Linked DNA regions of Zea mays: region 1 is linked to region 2. Evidence: chromatin contacts called from public Hi-C data. All regions are on one chromosome and are shown on one strand. Each heading gives the region's core, a stretch centred on a gene start, on an enhancer-like site or on the middle of the called end of the contact. The rest is flanking DNA. Distances are from core to core; before and after follow the strand shown.

Region 1 (3,129 bases), core at 300-2,799, 530 kb after region 2:
AAGAGGGGTATTTAGCTCTTTACTTCCCAAACAATGCCAGGAAAATACACCCGGGAGGGGAGATTCTCTTCGGAAAATAAGATGATATCTAAAATCCCCTCCCGGGTTGGTTTCCAAGGAATTTTTTCTCTTCGTTGCCAAACTAGCTCAAGAGGTGAATCTACCGGAGCAGGAAGCACCAGCTCTTTCTTGTCCCACAGGACATCCGACGCACTGGAGGAGTTTGAATCTTTCAAAGAAACAAGGGAGAACACTGCTAGCGCATAGTAGATCTCTGCAGAATTCATTGGATAAGCGCCCTATGTTGATGCAGTCTGTGGTTCCATTCCTGAACAGGTGAAGGGTCCAAACTGTAGGGTAATAATATGGCGAGCTTGGCTACAGAGTAACAGGGCAATTTGGTCAAATCAACAGACGAGTCCACTCGTTAAATTCACTCTAACGGGGTCAGACAAATCGGACAACCATCCAGACTTTTGTCGGGTCTTTAAGGATACGTTTTGTTGCAATGATAAGATAGAACGAGATGCGACGATCCATCAAATAAGGTTGTTTGGTTCAGAATTAAGGATTGAGATATAACTATTTCAGTGTTGTCACCAGTTGTCCCTCAGAATTGAAGGGACAAGAGAGGACGCCAGGAGACGTCCCTGTCCTGGCTGTCCCGCAACCAAATACACCATAATTTGCCTGCGCATACATATAACATATATTTTCAATAGCACATACAAAAAGATAATCCAATAAGTAAATGGTGGAGTCAAGTACTCAGACACAAATGAAGAAATGAGTGTCACGTTATAGTAGGTTGGGCTGGGTCAACCAAGTCCATCGTGCTTCGTGTCAAACGAGTTTGGGTCATGAAAGCACAAAAAACTTTTGAGCCGTGTCAGCCCAAAGTTTAAAAACAATGGTCCAGTCTAGCCCTAAACCACGTCGTGCCTTTGTTGGGCCGTGCCGGCCCAAGCCTGGCCTATATATTTGACCAGATAAAATCAAAATATTATAACCACATAAAGTCCATAGCTTAATAAATTAAAAATATTAAACAATCCTATCATCATTTCACCACATAAACTCTAAATATCACAACAATATTAAGTCGGTAGCTTATTCAATTAAAGCAATTAAACAATTTGGGCTACATTGGGTCGTGCCGGCCCAAGTCCGACCCATCTGTGCGGGCAGTGCTTGAGGCCCGACGAGCCGAAATTTGAGGCCGGGCTCAGGTCTGTCTTCGGGTCGTGCTAGTTCGACCCATATTATTTCGTCCCGGATCGTGGTTTGTGATTCTGTTTTCGTGTCGTGATCGTGTTGGTTTAAAAAGTCCGGTCCATATTCCCAGTACTAGGTTATAGTGCAAGCTTTAGGGTGTGTTTAGTTTGACTTTTGACTTTGGATTTTAGGCCCTAAAAGCCAAAAGTAAAACCAAAGGGCTAGATTCAGAAAGTAGCTTTTTCTAAAAGCCGACTTTCTCACAGTGCAAAATTTAAAGCACCTCTAGATCTGCTTTTAGTGACTTTTGGATGGAACTGTGAAAACATATATCGAAGAACTTTTAACGGCCTTTATTGATTTCCGTCAAACGGTTTTAGTCTTTTAACAACTCACGGTACACAACAGTTTTTTTACAGCTCACAACCCACAACAGTTTTTTCACAGCCACGACCCAACTAAATAGACCCTTACTCACCATTTGCCTGCTCCAGTCTTAGCCGTCCAAAAAGTATCAGATGAGGTGTTTTAGCACAGAAGTGGAGCGACCTAGTTTTACAAACGCAACAACACGACTCACTTTAGAGAGCGGTAATGTTGAGGGAGACAAATCTCTCTCCACCATCGCACCGCGCCGTCCTCGCCCTCGCCGCTGCGCCCCTCCCGCGTCTTCCGCCTGCTCCGGCGGCGCTCTCGCCTGCGCCGCCTGCTATGGGGCTGCTCACGTCGGCGGAGCTCAACTACCTCGTCTTCCGCTACCTCCAGGAGTCAGGTACGCGCGCCATTCCATCCCCTCGCTTCCGCCTCGCATCTTGCCCGCTTGTGCCGAGAGAACTTTGAACTTTCCTCATTTTTGTTGGGATTAGGGTTTAGGAGCTTCGCTGCTTTGGGATGGGCGAGTTCCTCGGCTGGATTGTGCGCTGCTCTAGGTATAGATGTCCAAACATTCGGGCTGGGCTGGCCCGGACAGGACATGGACCAGACCCGGCACAGCTTAAGTGCCCCGCCGGGTTGGCCCGTGGGCTACCTGGGGCGACCCAGGCCCAACACGACTGTTCTTACACGGGCTGGGCCGGAGGCACGATGGGTCAATAGTGCCGTGTCCGGGCCTGGGCCAATAAACAAAAAACACTCATACTAACACAGAATCAACATACTTACACATATTCAACATATTTGTCACAGATTGAATAGAGAGGGAAGAGATTCAACATACTAACACATATTCAACACAGATTCAACACAGATTTCATTCAAACTGGAGCCTCAGTGCAATGCTGCCTCGTTAAAAACCTTATTAGATAAAAACTCACACCTCATGAGAAAAACTAGGAAGGAAAAGAGTATCTCCAGCTCCTTTAGAGTTCAAGTCAAAGTGTCCATTACACTACTACATAATAACAGTCCATTACAGAAAGCATGAACTCAAGTCCATTACAGAATACATGCACGCCTTAGCACCAAATCCACCGACGAGGCTACAAGACAGACGACGACGAGGAAACGAGAGGAGACATGAACACCAGATCGACCAGTTCGAGGATTAGGGTTTCACAGACAACACGAGATAGGGTCGTGGCTTGTTGGAGGGGACATGGGAGGAGGTGGAGTGTCGGATTCGTCGACGGCCGGCACGGGCTCGCCGGCGTATGCCTCGGGGGGGGGGGGGGGAGAGCACCGGAGCGGACGATGTGAGAGCAGCCGTGCCGAGAGCACCATATCTAGAGAGACGAGAGAGTGGACGGGAGCCAGATCCGTCGACGGCCGGCACTGGCTCGCCAGCGTATGCCTCGGAGGGGGGGGGGGAGAGCACTGGAGCGGACGAGGTGAGAGCCGCCGCGCGGAGAGCACCAGATCCAGAGAGACGAGAGAGGGGACGGGGGCTGAGGGGATTAGGTTTGGGCGTGGGGGGTG
Region 2 (3,229 bases), core at 85-2,584:
AGAGCAATAGCAAATACTACCCCAAAAGTTCAGGTGTGAGCAAAGTGTAAAGTAGACCAAACTAGGGTGACCTATTGGGTCCCATCAAAATTAACCTGAGCATGTCATAGTAATTAATTGGAACATTATTAGGTAAAGAAGAGTGATCAAGGGCAACTTTCCTTCAACGAGCTCCTGCTCAATATTTTCCACCTGCTGAGTTCTGGGTTCCTCGGTCACTCGCTCGTCTACTCACAACAATAAAAACAAACATGATATAGGAAAAATTAACATCACACCAAACATGAGAACAAACTACGTAATAATGTTCTACACGTTGCTACGAGATCGTAGGTTCGAGAACCTATAAAATCAGAGTTACAGTTGTGAAGATATGATTTCCTGAAGTTTTGTGTGCTGGGACAATTTAAACATAGGCTAAACCAATTAAGTGCTCGATTTTGACAACATGTTACATACCAACATAAGGTTACTAGATTGTAGTTAATATTAATACGAACCTAATGCAACTGGTACGAGTCAAAAAGGAGATAAAATGAATTAATTATGAATTAAACAAGATTCTAGAATTATTTCTATACTAGAAACCATTTGCTATATTAATTTATTCGATTTATTTACTCTCTCGGGTGTGGGTAGTAATTCCAGGAAATTTTGGGTTCAAATCATAAATATCAGGACCTAGTTTTAATTATTTCCTAACTGATGTGGACGACGGGTTGATTCGCTAAAACCCGAGGGTGTCTTTAGAAAATAAACTCTGGGTTGTGTTACATGACAAAAGAGAGAGGAGAGGATGACAAATGTCTGGGACATCAACTTACTCGTGGACACGTAGTAGGGACACCTCTCCCCGACGAGCTTGCGACCGAGCGGTCGATCTCTACTCCGGCGAGCAATCAACGGGGATCCGACCAATCCCAACGCCCGGGAAGGTCACCAACGCGCGCGGGTGGCAATGCCATCCTCCCCAGACCAGAGCAGCGCATTGAGGCTTAGGTGGTGGCGCAAGCACGCGCTCGCCAGCGATAGAGTCTTCTCTATCTTTCCCTTCTTCTCTGTTGCCCTCTCTCAGTGGTGGCGTGATGTCGTCGAAGGATGCGTGGGTGATGGCGTCTGGCTCACGCCTTTATAGCCCTGTGAAGTCGGTCCCAGGCTACGAGCAACGGACTTCAGATTCCATGGAGCAAGGGATGGCGCGACGAGTTTGTTAAAGGAGAAGAACACGAGGAGGATGTTGCGCCTGACGGAGCGGTCCCACAGTTCAGTGGAATAGGCCGCGACCGGGGTGTGCACACGAGCGGGCAAGTTCGAGCATACGCTAGGGTAGTGGCTGTCAAGTGGGACCCATGGTCCAGTGATTCACGCGTGCGAGGAGTGAACAACAGATGTGTGCGCCGTGTGGGTTGCTTCGAAGGGAGACTGGGCCGAGAGAGGGGAAAACAGAGTGGGCCGCCGGGATAGGTTACGTCCCAAGCTTAGGCAACAAGTGAGTTTCTCCTTTCACTTTTATTTTTCTGGTTTCATTTTCTATTTCCTTTCAAATTACAAATTCAAATGTGGTTTTGGTTGGCAAATTCAAATATTAATGCAATAAACAAGAAAACCCAACATGAGATAAAAAGAGGATTTTATGTATTTATTTATGGTTCTATTCATTTAGATGAATGCTTCTAAATGTGAAATCAATTAAAGAAATATTCACTCAAATAAAAACAAATATATCTACCTTTGTTTTTTGGTCTTATTTTGTTGTTATACTCTTTTTTTTTCTAAATTCCAATTTCAATCAAACTTTAATATTACTATGTATTTATTTGAGGAACCCACTTCAAAAATAAGGAAATCCTAATAAAAGAACATTTTTAACTTTGATTGATTGGTGAGTATTACTAGACTACCAAAATGGTATTTTGGGTGTTACACATATGTTGAAATTAGAAGTGTAATATATGAAAAGAAAATGTTCAAATCATAATTTGTCTGTAATAGTAGCATAGTCAATCATAGCGAAAAAACGAAGGTGATCAAGTTCCTCATCATAGTCTTCATCCTCACCTTCTTCTGATCAAAATATTAGCAAGGGTGAGTACACTTATAGTTGTTACTTAGCAAGTGGGGTGAAGATGCATAACTATCAAGGATAGCTAGGGTTTGGATCATGTCGCTGGCGCGATCGAGAACTGGTGGGACACGTGTCTAGGACGTGGAGGACACGCATGCGGTGCGCTACTCACGGTGGTTTCAGTGGTTGAGCCTCAAAACCACCCAGCGCTACGGAGGGCTAGTTTCACCGAGTTTGGGCCTCAAAACTCGGTGGTGCGGTTCTGGTGGGAACCAGAGGCGGTTAGAGTACCTAGAGGGGGGGGGGGTGAATAGGTGATCCTGCAAAAATGCTTCAAACAACAAAACTTGGTCTATAAAAGGTGTTAGAATAAACTAAAACCAAGTTTGGATGAGAAGAGGAGAGAAAAATAGACTCTTCACTTGATTGCTCTCTTGAGATGTGTGTTAAACTAGGAGCAATATGTAAGTGAAGTTTAAGCACTAAGGAAGACAGAAATCACAGTAAAGTAAAGTGGACAAGAGACACGGTGATTTTTCCCGTGGTTCGGCCAAAGCCTACTCCACGTTGTGGTGACCTCCTTTGGTCAAGGGTTGAACTCAACCCCTCTCAAGTGACCCAAAGATTAAACTTGAGTGCCATGGTATTCTTCCTTATATCTTAACCAGTTTGTGAGGATTCTCCACAAGATTGGAGTCTCTCATGGCCTTACACAAATGATCACAATTGAACTTAGAGTAAGGGAGGGAGTAAGAGTATGCACACAAGAGCACAACACAACAACACACACACACAAAGCAAAGACGATAGCGCAAGAACAAAATGATAGAGTTACAGCTCAGAAAAGCACTTAGATCTCTCTCAAATCATTGAACGACGTGGTTGCAGAGTGTCTGAGTTGTAGTAGCTTCTCCATGGTGCCTAGGGGTCCCTTTTATAGCCCTAATGGGCCTAGAAACTATTGGAGCTTCATTTGGAAGCTCCAAAACTTCCTATTTCCGTAGGTGCACCGGACTGTTCGATGTGCACCGGACAGCTCCAGCTCAATGATCACTAGATCGTTGATTGGGGACTTTCCTCCTCAGGTGGGCATTGGACTGTCCGGTGACCATCTAGCCATTGGCGCCTGGTGATGTAGCCGAATAGCCATTGGCCGCCAGGCAC

Evidence for each region. Hi-C and Micro-C count contacts between places; a contact is called where the count stands out from the background.
Region 1: a contact with region 2 is called in a Hi-C map of ear, with 1.9 times the contacts expected there. The contact joins the promoter of LOC103646802 here to the enhancer-like site in region 2. A contact is called at or near these places in 2 of 25 Hi-C or Micro-C datasets (ear and endosperm).

Annotation. Positions count from the first base shown.
Region 1 is chr2:107,857,943-107,861,071 of Zm-B73-REFERENCE-NAM-5.0, forward strand. LOC103646802 (WD40 repeat-containing protein HOS15) reads left to right here and starts at 1,550. Exons shown (of 14, transcript XM_008671459.4): 1 at 1,550-1,987. The coding sequence starts at 1,810.
Region 2 is chr2:107,332,532-107,335,760 of Zm-B73-REFERENCE-NAM-5.0, forward strand. No RefSeq gene overlaps it. Among protein-coding and RNA genes, the nearest start is that of LOC111591043, 39 kb to the left of the region's middle. Within about 2 kb of position 1,335, at least 16 of the 20 cell types and tissues checked have an H3K27ac peak or open chromatin away from gene starts, as enhancers often do. A contact at or near this core is called in ear, where this site is marked.